Regions from separate parts of the Mus musculus genome. Here region 2 is linked to region 1. A link is a contact called in public promoter capture Hi-C data. All regions are on one chromosome and are shown on one strand. Each heading gives the region's core, a stretch centred on a gene start, on an enhancer-like site or on the middle of the called end of the contact. The rest is flanking DNA. Distances are from core to core; before and after follow the strand shown.

Region 1 (5,378 bases), core at 1,397-3,896:
GGAGTCCCTGGCAGGGGAGGGGTGGTTGGGAGTGGAAAAGGAAGAGGGTCTAGACAAGCAGACTGCACATCATCACGAACAGTGTCCACTCAGCCTTCTGGAATCTTGGCAGCCCCACCCCCAATCAGTTATCATCAAGAGTATCTCCATGGTGCACACCTAAGGAATTGTGCCTTTACAAAGCAAGTGAATGGTCAGCCTTCAGGAGGCCTCTGTTGGAATAGGAGAAAGGCCTGCGACTGTTCTGTGGAACTCAGGGTATTAGGGGGTTGTCTAGTGTCAGAGCTGCGCCCTGGAGAGGAGCCTATGGGGTCTGAAAGTGTAGGGTTACTCATATCAGCCTGAAGAACTGGCAAGTAGTAGGATGGTCCACTGACCTAGATCCAAGGACACCTAGGAGGAGCTTGTGGGCTTATTGGAGGAACCACAGCCAAAGATTTCTCCCTGAAGGGATGCTCTCTTCCTTCTCTCATCTGTGCTCATCTATTACAGATGAGCAATGGAATCTCTGAGAAAGCTGTACTGGCTGTTGCCTAAAGAGTCCTGGGACTGGATTTGAACACGTGACTGCCTTCTGTGCCCAGCTTTCAAGCAGAAAACTACAGGATTGTTGACAGAGATGATAGAGAGGTGACTGTGGCTCAGGGAAGAGCTAACCTCGGAGAAGAAATGCCTATAGGGCCTGGTAGTGCCCTGAGGGGATGGCTGGCAGCAATCTGAGTGCTCGGTGGGGAAGTTGTGTAGGTCAGAGTGGCTAAGGTTGCTCCCTGGAGACCACACTTTTTTGTGCCTTCCAAAAAGAAAAGCTAGTTTGATTGGGATGCAATTCAACAGCTTAAAGTGTATAATTTGATGGTTTTCAGACACAGCCACAAAGTTGTGCAATGAATACCACAGTCAATTTAAAAACATTTTCATCACCCCCAAAGAAACTCCATAGCCATTGCCAGTTGCTCCCCACTCCCCGACCCCACCCCACCCCACCCCACCTCTAGCGAACACTAGTTTACTGTTTGTCTCCGTGAAATTGCCTACTCTGAACACTTCATGCAAAAGGAATGTGTTTAACGACTGGCTTCTGTCACTTAGCATGCTTTCAAGACTCATCTGTGCAGAAGCACCATTGTTGGGGCCCCATTCTTTCTGTGGCTCAATAACAGTCCCTGACTGATGATCCCTGATCTTATTTACATATTCATCGATTGATGAATGCTTGGTTGCTCCCACATACTGGCTACTGTAAATTGTTTGTATTTCTTTTCTTTCTTTCTTTCTTCCTTCAACATAGGGCCTCTCAGACACATGCCAGGCAACCATTCTACCTCTGAACTCTAGCTCCAGCTCTGGATAACACAAATAAAGGCTGATATGAACAGTCATATATAAGGTTTTGCATGGACACACTATGATAGATAGCTTTAATTTGTCAACTTGACACAACCTAGAATCACTGAGAAGAAATTCTCAGTAAGGGATTGTCTGCATTTAGTTAGGCCTATGAGTATGCTGGTGAGGGACTGTCTTACTTAAGTTATTGGTGCGGGAAGACTCAACCCACTGTGGGCAGCACCATTCCCTATACAGGGTGCCCTGAACTATGTAAGAGTGGAGAAAGTGAGCTGATCACAAGCCAGGTAAACATGGTTACATTCATTTCTCTTTGCTCTGGATGTCATGTGACCAGCTTTTTGACATCCCCCCCCTCCCCCTGCCTTGACTTCCCCATAATGAACTGTAACCTGGAATTGAAAGCTGAAATAAGCCCCTTTGGGTACGTAGTTTCCCCTTCTGAGGAACTGCCAAGGCTGCTTCCCAAATCAGCTGGCCCATTTACCACTCCCAGCAGGAGACTGTTAACTAAGCCTTTCCTCTCACTTCCACAGGCTGATTTGGAGGAAATGCCAAAAGAGAAGTGGTTGTGAGGGTGTGTGGACACTCTAGCACTCCTGTGTAATCGTGGGTAGAGGCCAAGGATGTGGATGGAAGTTGGGTTACTCCTACAATGCACAATGCACAAGACAGTCCCAAGCACAAAACATTTAATCTGTCCCCAGCAGTCTAAATAATGCCCAGGCTGGGAATGAATTAAACAAGGTGATATCTTGAGGTCCGCTATTACCTGGTCTCACAGGCTTAGCTAGCTCAGGAGACATTTTTGAGTGTCTGGGCGCTTAAAAAAGGAGGCATTACGACTCGCGGTTGTTGTGTAAGCTAGCAAGTTTTCTCCTTTAGTCTCTCACTGGGTGCTGTACTCAGCACAGGTGCCTTAGATGTCAGGCTTCATGGACGATATCTGCTTTGTTAAACAGTGATCTTATCAACAGAGAAGGTATCAAGGAGAGACAGGATGGCCACCTGTCAGGGACGTGGAGGAGGTGCCCCGCCTTGGGGGCGGGAGTGGGTATGGGTCGTGGCTCCCCCGGGATGAAGGAGGTCCCATTTGGGCCGTGGGCCTCGTCACCTGCCAGCCCTGAGTGCCTTGCTATCCGGTGCCAACTTGGAGACTTTCCTGTGAGTTTCGCTCGCAGGCTCCGGGCGGCCACAGTCCGTGCTGTCCTCGACCCCGGCACCGCCCGCCGCCAGGCCCGGCCCTAGGGGCGCGGCCCGGCTTCCGCGCGCCCCAGGGGGCTCCCTGCTACGAGCAGCCACGGCCGAATGGCTTCTGACAAAAAACCCTTGACCACCAAGGCCGGCCTCTTCCTGCGAGCCCCGCGCGCTGCGATCCAGGAAGTGGAAGGCAGCGGCCCCGCGCTTCCCCACTGGGCGCGCGGCTGGCGGCGGCGCCCAGCCCGGCCCTCGGCGAGGGACAGCGCCAGCGCCACGCGGAGGTCGCTGCGTCCCCAATCGCCTGCCCCACGATGCGACGCGCCGAAGCGCCCTCGAGCGCCCACCCTGCCGGGTAAGTGGCAACCCGTGCCCGCCGCTCCCCAGGTGGCCCGCGTCCTGCCTCTTTTGCTCAGCTTGATCCCCGAGAGCCCTGGGTGCTCCGGATAGGGCTACGGGACGTCGTGGATGTCATGCTGAAATGAACACCCCCCACGAGCGTGCGGATCCCCCAGCAGGGACTAAGGGTGAAACTAGGTTCTGCAAGGAAAGGGGGCGGCCTTGGTGACTGCCGAACTTGGCCAAACTTTCAAATCCAGACTTTGTTAGCGGGGGGGGGGGGGGGGGGGGGGGGAAGCAGTGCACAATGTGCGGCTGGGAGGGTTTGGTGTGTTCGAGCCCGAGATGTCCGTGTAGCCATGGCTCTAGCCTAGGCTGAACTTTGGATGCAAGCACTCGCTGCCCTGGCCCAGCCAGCCCCATGCACCACGAAGCACCGCTGCTCTGCCTAAACCCCAGCTTGCGCCCTCAGGTTCTGGGACCGAGAGTGGGGGTGGGGGCGGGGGTGGGGAGTAGGGTGGTAGATAAGAAGCACCTACAACTTTAGGCAGGCCCATCCAGCAGCTAACTCTCTGCCTGGAGGATTGAGGCGCCACCAGATCCCATCTGCCACCCCACTGGATCGGCTGGGGACCTTTGGACTGGCCTTTGAAGAGCCTGGTGTGTGAGGAGGGTCTAGAGTGCTCGGGTGCAAATGATTGGCGGGATACCCAGACGCAGATGCAGTCTGAAGTGTGTGAAATTAAATGGCTTGGGAACAACCATTCGGAAGGGATTCCTACTTTTGTGCTCTTCCCTACCCCCCACCTCAAGACCTGGAACACTGCCCAGAGCTACACAAGGTTGGGAATGTCCTGTCATCCCGCCCAGCCCAGTCCTAAGAGAAGATCGGGAAGGGTGGGGTTTGAAGCTGCACCGAGTAGAAAGCGATTTCTGCGAAAGTCTTCTAGCACTTTCTGAGGTGCCATGGATGATGGACGAATCTGGGGTACCATACTTTTTGTATTTCCGTTTAAAAGTCCCGGGCCTGATCCCGGATGAATTCCCGTGGCTGCCTGTTTTAATTCTGTGACCTCATCTCTTTGAGCTTCCACTCTTTAGAACAGGAACGCTATCTGTACACATCTTGTACTCTCCAGGGTTTGGGAACAGTAGGGTGTAACTGGCCCCCATTCGGATAGGAGGGACTGGGATTGTCCTGGGGCGGGGGGTGGGGGGGTGGGGGGGGGCTTGGCTGCCTCCTTCCTCCTACCCCCAATCCCAGCTACAACCACAGCCCGGAAATTCTGTGTTGATGTTTCCCTTGGAAGTGATCTCTGTGGAGACAAATGTCATCTGCTGGGAAACTGGGAATTCCGATGCGGAAGGGGTCTCCTGGGAGCAAGTAACTGCTATACCCTGGGTGGGAAGGTAAAGCCGGCTAGAAAAGGAGGGTGAGGAATCAGGTTCTGATCTCATCTACTTCCCCATTTTCCCCAAGGATGGCCTGGCCTGACCCATTTCCTCCTGCCTTTCTTTGTTTACCTCTGTACCAGTGATTGATTTCATTGTGCCTCAGTTTACTAACAAGGATAGTCAGTAGTCACTGCTCTTCACAGGCTGTTTGGAGGGGACATCCTCAGCTGCTATTATGATTAGCATCACTGACATCTGTTGGGTGGGCCCCTTCCTTTTGCCAACTGGGTGATCTGTCTGCCTCATCTGAAACTCCAGAGTCCTATAACCCCTCCCTCACTGGGATTGAATTGGATGAATTCTAATGGCCTTGGTCCCTGCTCAGGGGCTGGTCCTTTTTAAGGTCTTTAAAACACCCTGCACCTGAGCCTCACACCTAAATACTCAGGGACCTCTTACCCCAAGTCACCCCTAGGCCCAGCTGCCACCAGGACTGGTCCTGAAAGCTTTTTGAGTCTATCCTTGCACCCTACTGGCCCAGAGCCCCCTTCTTTCTGGGGTGAGAGACATTCAGATAGCTGGGGACTGCTACCCCAAGCAGCCAGGAGAGTGCCCCTTGAGTTCTGAATCCTAGGATGCAAGCTCTGCTTCTTGTTTAAACGGCTGTCTGGGAAAAGAGATGCACATGGGTCGCTGGCTACACTGGTAGCAGCCACATTTTTTTCCACCCACTGTGCTAAGCTCCACCATTCATTTAAGACTGTTAATAACTCCTAAAGCAGTCTCTGCCCACTGGCTAGTGTTCTCGGGGGACATAAATTGAGCAGGAGGCATGAGGAACCCTCCGAGCATTCTAGGTATGTGCTCAGAAGAGGTCACTGGGAAGAGAGGACATTCAGCAGAGGTTTAGAAAATCTAGAACATTCTAAGGGGTGGGGCAGTGTGGTTAGCGGGAGCCAGTGCTGCAGAAAGCAAGGGCTTGCAGGGGTTGGGAGGTCTATGGCGAGTGCACAGGGCCCAGCAGAGGTTTTCATAGAGGGTGATAGACTGTAGGTGGACAGACAGTAGTTGGGGAGGGGCATGATAGCCTGGAAGCCAGG
Region 2 (5,378 bases), core at 1,150-3,649, 150 kb before region 1:
CCCTTCTTTGTTGATAAACTCATCCTTGTCTAGTGTAGTCAACGAAGGGAATTGTATGTATGTTGTAATTTTTCAAACGCCAGTGTGCATGTTTGGTAGCCAGTACCAAACCGGAGGATAATGAGTTGGAGAGACATGCTACAGACCAGACGGAACCCCAGATTGTTCTACACAGGGCCCTCCTAGGGCTTTCCATGCGGTTGGGTTTACATCCATGCCCTCAGTATCTTTGTGATGTCTGTCATATTGATAAGTTATCCTATGCTGTTTGAGTTGTCTGAGAAGTTGGAGATGCTGCTGTGATTCCCGACTTCAGAACCAACCATGTTTCTATCTCAAGATCCCTTATCTGGGAAAGGGATGATCTCATCCAACTCTGTGATGGGTGGGGGCTGAGGGTGGGGAGAACAAGAGCAACATGCCCAAGAATAAAGCCATTGTGTCCTTGAGAGCCGAGGAAGGTCACCCCTTTCCAACTGATGGTAGTGCTATTTATCCCGTAATATAAAAATGCCTGCAGCGGGTACCAAGATCAGAAAGCTCAGCCATGAGGAGACAGTTCAACTGAGAACTGCAGTTGACTGCCTCAACTCGCCCAATTGTAACTGTTTCCAGTTTATAAATCTCAGATTTGGCCATGTTTTGCTATTTATCTACCTGCCCACTTTGCCTGCCTGCCTGTTCTTTTACTTTTTTCTTTTTCTTTTTCTTTTTTTTTTCCTATACTTAATAAACTCACCTATTCTACGGACCATACTGAACAGTATAGAAATGAAGATGCTGGGGCTGGAGAGATGGCTCAGAGGTTAAGAGCACTGGCTGCTCTTCCAGAGGTCCTGAGTTCAATTCCCAGCAACCACATGGTGGCTCACAACCATCTGTAATGAGATCTGACGTCCTCTTCTGGAGTGTCTGAAGACAGCAACAGTGTACTCACATACATAAAATAAATAAATCTTAAAAAAAAAAAAAGAAATGAAGATGCTGCAAACAATGGCACCCCACCCCGCCCCCACCCCAGCTTTCTGGGCACTTCTTACCTGTGTCCCTCTGCTTGCCTAAGAAGTACAAAGGAACCTTGCTGGTAGTGGCCAGCTAGAGGAGGCATTTGGGACAGTCCCCAGAAGGGAAGTCCTCACACTTGACTATGCTCAAGATCTCTAGGGAATCTGGTTAAAAATGCACATTTTAGCTCAGTAGGTCTAAGAGTAGATTTAAATGTGCAACCTGCCTGTCTCCTATACTCCCAGGCAATGACTTGGCTGCTGTGGACCACCCCGTAGCCTAATGAGCAGCAAGGGAATGTTTGGCGCTCAGAGCAAAACACTTTGAGAATCCCACTTAGCATCTGAGGGACAGGCCCCCCTTTAGTTCAGGGTTCCTTGAAAGCAGACATTGGGTCTTAATACACGTTGTTGTTGTTGTTGTTGTTGTTGTTGTTGTTTTGTTTCTTGGCTGGATGGCACTTGGCACAGAGCTCACAAATGGCGGGTATGTATTTATTTAATTAAACACAGTTGGCTTTGATCCAAAAATGGTTTTAAGAGGAGTTAACCCCTAAATCAGCACAGGATAGAAAACCGACAGGGAAGTCTGAGTTAGAGATCCTTCCTGATAGAGGTCCCCTCCACTTATTTGCGTCTGGATGACACCTCCACTGCTCTTCGGAAATTTCACTGCGCCCACATTTTAAAAGCGGCTTACACTAGAGAGCCGAAAGTAAGAGAGGTGGAAAAACAAACCCAAACCAGAAAGCCTTGCGAAGCTGTGAGGTTGCAAAACATCAAAAGCTCCCAACTGTTGGCAGCAGAGCCGCAGAACTGCGGGGTTTCTCCCTCTGTCAGATTACCAGCATTTCGTAGGTCGGTGTTGCGCCCCCGCCACACAGGTCCCTAGGTTACCCAGAGAGCCTGGCAGGAACTGGTCCCGGCGGGCGTCGGTTGGCTTGGTGCAAGCCTGTTTCTTAGCACTGAGCTAGCAATTAAGCTACTTGTGCATTGGAGACCTCCGGGTGGTAGTGGTGACCGCCTTGGGTCGCTGCGGGGGGTAGGGGGTCTCGGGGAGCCAGGACCCGTGTGAGAGCCCTACAGAAACCCTGGTTCTGAGAGTCCTTGGTGATGCCATAACCTGTTCCACCTTATAGCAATCACAAGAAGCTGAGGACTCATTTTGGCTCCGTAGGGTTAGAGAGAGAGAGAGGAAGGGGTTTGGAGGGAGGCAAGGAAAGGGGATTATATTGGTCAGTAGTTGAGCCTCTCTTGGGGGAAGGGAGAAGCGCACTGGGCGAGCGCCCTAGGGGAGGTGTACACGTGCAGGGGAGGGGGGGGGGATGAGAGGCGGGCAGGCGGGAGGGGAGGAGTAGGGAGGCGAGAGCAGCTTGCGGGAGGCGCCACGGCCTCGCAGACACAGGCTCTGGCCGCCTAAGAGCCAGAGAGAAAGTTCCCGGGACAGTTCGCCCGCGGGAGGGCCCAAACTGCGGCCACTGGCCGAGAGGGTCTTGAGTTCTGAGAGTGCTGCGCGCGGTCCTTCTGCACGCACTTAGCTGCCAGGGCCCTGCTTTCCGAGAGAAGCAGAGGAGCCTCGCAGGCGGGCAGCCGGGGCGGCCGGGGCTAAACTTGGACGAGGAGGATGCTGCGAGTGGGCGCGGCGGCGCGGGGCGCGGGGGCGCTCGCCAAGCACTGATTGCTCCCGGCGGACTCCGAGCGCGCTGAAGAGCAGTGGGCAGGTAGCGGCTCCAAGCGCCCGGACTGCGCCAAGCCGACAAGCAGGGCCGCCAGCGCCACCGTGCAGGCGTCGTCTCCTCGCCACGGAGTCATGGTGCGAGCAGCGCGCACGCCCCGCGCGGAACTCTGAGCTCCGGCCGTGCATTGCTCCCCCTCCTCTGGTATTCCCATCCGATCTCCCCGTGACTGCCTTGTTCGCGGACCATGAAGCTATCTCCCAGAGCCCCTTGCCTCTGAGCTACGCATCGCCCCGCTGCAGCCCCAACGCCGCTGGGCCACAGACAGCGCTCCAACCCTTGAAGCTCGGGATCTTCTTCCAGGGGCGCGGGGCGTACGGAGATGGCTCTCCGTGGACTCATCCGGCAGAGCAAAGTTCGCCGGAGGCGAGAGATGCTGCCGCAGCAAGTTGGCTTCGTGTGCGCTGTGCTGGCCCTGGTGTGCTGTGCCTCCGGCCTCTTTGGAAGCTTGGGTAGGTGTGGGAAAGGATGTTTTCCGCTGGAGGAGTTGGGGGGCTTGAGCTCTGACAGCTCCAGCTTCTTCTCTGTCAGATTGGTCCCCAGGGTTTTCCCTTCCCGCTCAGCGGGCAGTGCTCACCCAGGAGTGCTGAGCCTCGAGCTGGACTGTGGCGACGTTCTGCCGAACTGCTCAAGCTCCCTGGGGGTTCCGGACGTAGTTGTAGGTGTGCTATTGGGATCAAAGCCTGCACCACCTCTGTCCCTGGAGTGTGCGGGTAATGGGCAACTCATGGCAGCCCAGGGGTAGAGTCTCCCGCTTTAGGATGTGTGAAACTGAGCAGCCCCCTTTTCTGTTCTGCAAAGCTGTGCTCCATCCCTCAGAGACCCAAATTCTCAGGCTTAGTCTCTGCTCTCCTCCTTGCACCTGCTCTGATCCAAATGCTTGGTCTTCCCCAAACCTAAACGGAGCGGGGGCAGTCTGTCCCCGTGGGAGATTGCTGCCATGTTCCAGCATCCCTTCACTCAACTCTGCTTAATCCCCACGGAGAGGGAGGGCTGGCGTGCATAGCCATGATCCACGCTCCTCCAAGCAGAAGGCGACCTGGGAGTCTGTTAAGACATGCAAATTTCAGACGGAGTGGGGAAAGAGAAGAAACTTATGAAATATTTATTTCGGGGTGATTTGGGCTCGTGTTTAGCCTTTAAAGAATGTTTAGTGCCTAGATATTTCAGAACTAGTGCTGTTAACATTTGGGGTGACACCCCCCCCCCCCGTGAAATAAATGTTGTTAACCTAGCCAGAGGCACAGGAGGAGGGCATCTTTTTTGAGTGGTTAGTGAGGCCATTAACATAGTATCTTGGGATCATTAAGAGATCGGTACAGCGACGTTAAAAACAAGTGAAACCTGGTTAAATTTTTAAACAGAAAAAGAGACATCACTCTCTTTCAATACCCAGACTGTGATTTGGGGGGGTAGAAGGCTAGAGAGTGGCTCGTTTCTAAAGAAGTCCAGAAAGTTTATTTCTAACACCTTCATACCCAATGCTTTGCAATTGGACAATTAAACACAAGAAACGACAAAATGTCTAGAGGAGCTGCGAGAGTTAGGCGTTCTGGAGGATGTATCGCTACCTAGCTGAAACATCTGGACAGGTAAAGAGTTGAGGTGTAGTCTGAAAGCCAGAGCTATTTTTATGTGCTAGATCAGGAGTTAGCTTCCCGTGCTACCATCTCTGTTCAGGGGCATCCATGCCTTCTCTGATATGGCTCTGTGTGACCCCTTGGACCATAGCATGATGACCCGGGAGCTTGATACTATAGACTCTCAATCTCTGCCTTGGACCTACTGAATCAGAGTTCCATTTCGAGCAGATCCCTGGGTGATGTGTTTACACACGGAGCCATGTACCATCAGCTGGCTGAGCACACACATTTAAGCATCCAATTGTGGGGACCACCTGAGCAAGTTCACTGAGAAAGTATTTAGTGCTCCTAATGTAATCTTTTGTTGTGTGGAGGTGGAGAGGTGGAGGGAGCTGAGACCAGCTCAATCTCGTCCAAGGTCGGATCACAAAGTGACCCATGTGAGACTAGAAACACAGGATTAGATGCAGGAAGCAGGATAGTGTTTGTAAGCAGGTGATAGCATGCTGCCAATGACTGTAGCACTCACTACAGGTGGCTCTAAGTAGCCAACCCCCGAGGCTGGAGCGATGTCTCGAGGTTAAGAGCCTGTACTGCTCTTCCAGAAGACTTGAGGTCAATTCCTGGCACCCTCTTCAGGACCCTCACTAGCACCTGTAACTCCAGGCAGATCTGACTCCTTTGGCCTCTGCAGACACCTGCGCTCATGTGCATCTCCCCCACCCCCACATTTAAAGAAAAATAATAAAAATAAGTACCCAACGTCTGTGCCCGACCCAGCTAGATGCACAGGGGTAAAGTTGTTTAAAAAATGACAGGGACCTGATGATATCTGTGACTTGTTTTCTTTTCCAATCCAGGCCACAAAACAGCTTCTGCTGGCAAACATGTTCTGCTGGACACGTGGCGAAATAGAAAATTGATGGCACCAATCAATGGGACTCCGCTGGCTAAGAACTGCACAGATCCTGGTAAGGCGCGCTATCCCCTTCCCTGCAGCCGTTTAACCCCAGCCTGGGCTTGATGCCTACGTGGACAGATCCAGACAATGCTGG

What was found. Capture Hi-C pulls out chosen DNA fragments and counts their contacts.
Region 2: a promoter capture Hi-C map of adipose tissue shows a contact between it and region 1. The contact joins the promoter of Slc24a4 here to the promoter of Rin3 in region 1. A contact is called at or near these places in 2 of 39 promoter capture datasets (neural stem cells and stem cell-derived epiblast-like cells), 5 of 484 Hi-C or Micro-C datasets (embryonic stem cells and palatal mesenchyme), 4 of 115 datasets of contacts at active chromatin or transcription factors (craniofacial prominence and embryonic stem cells) and 4 of 9 other capture datasets (adipose tissue, embryonic stem cells, liver and 1 more).

The regions. Positions count from the first base shown.
Region 1 is chr12:102,280,428-102,285,805 of GRCm38.p6, forward strand. It overlaps Rin3 (Ras and Rab interactor 3), which reads left to right and starts at 2,647. Exons shown (of 10, transcript NM_177620.4): 1 at 2,647-2,899. The coding sequence starts at 2,859.
Region 2 is chr12:102,126,328-102,131,705 of GRCm38.p6, forward strand. Slc24a4 (solute carrier family 24 (sodium/potassium/calcium exchanger), member 4) reads left to right here and starts at 2,400. Exons shown (of 17, transcript NM_001362345.1): 1 at 2,400-3,192; 2 at 5,184-5,294. The coding sequence starts at 3,063.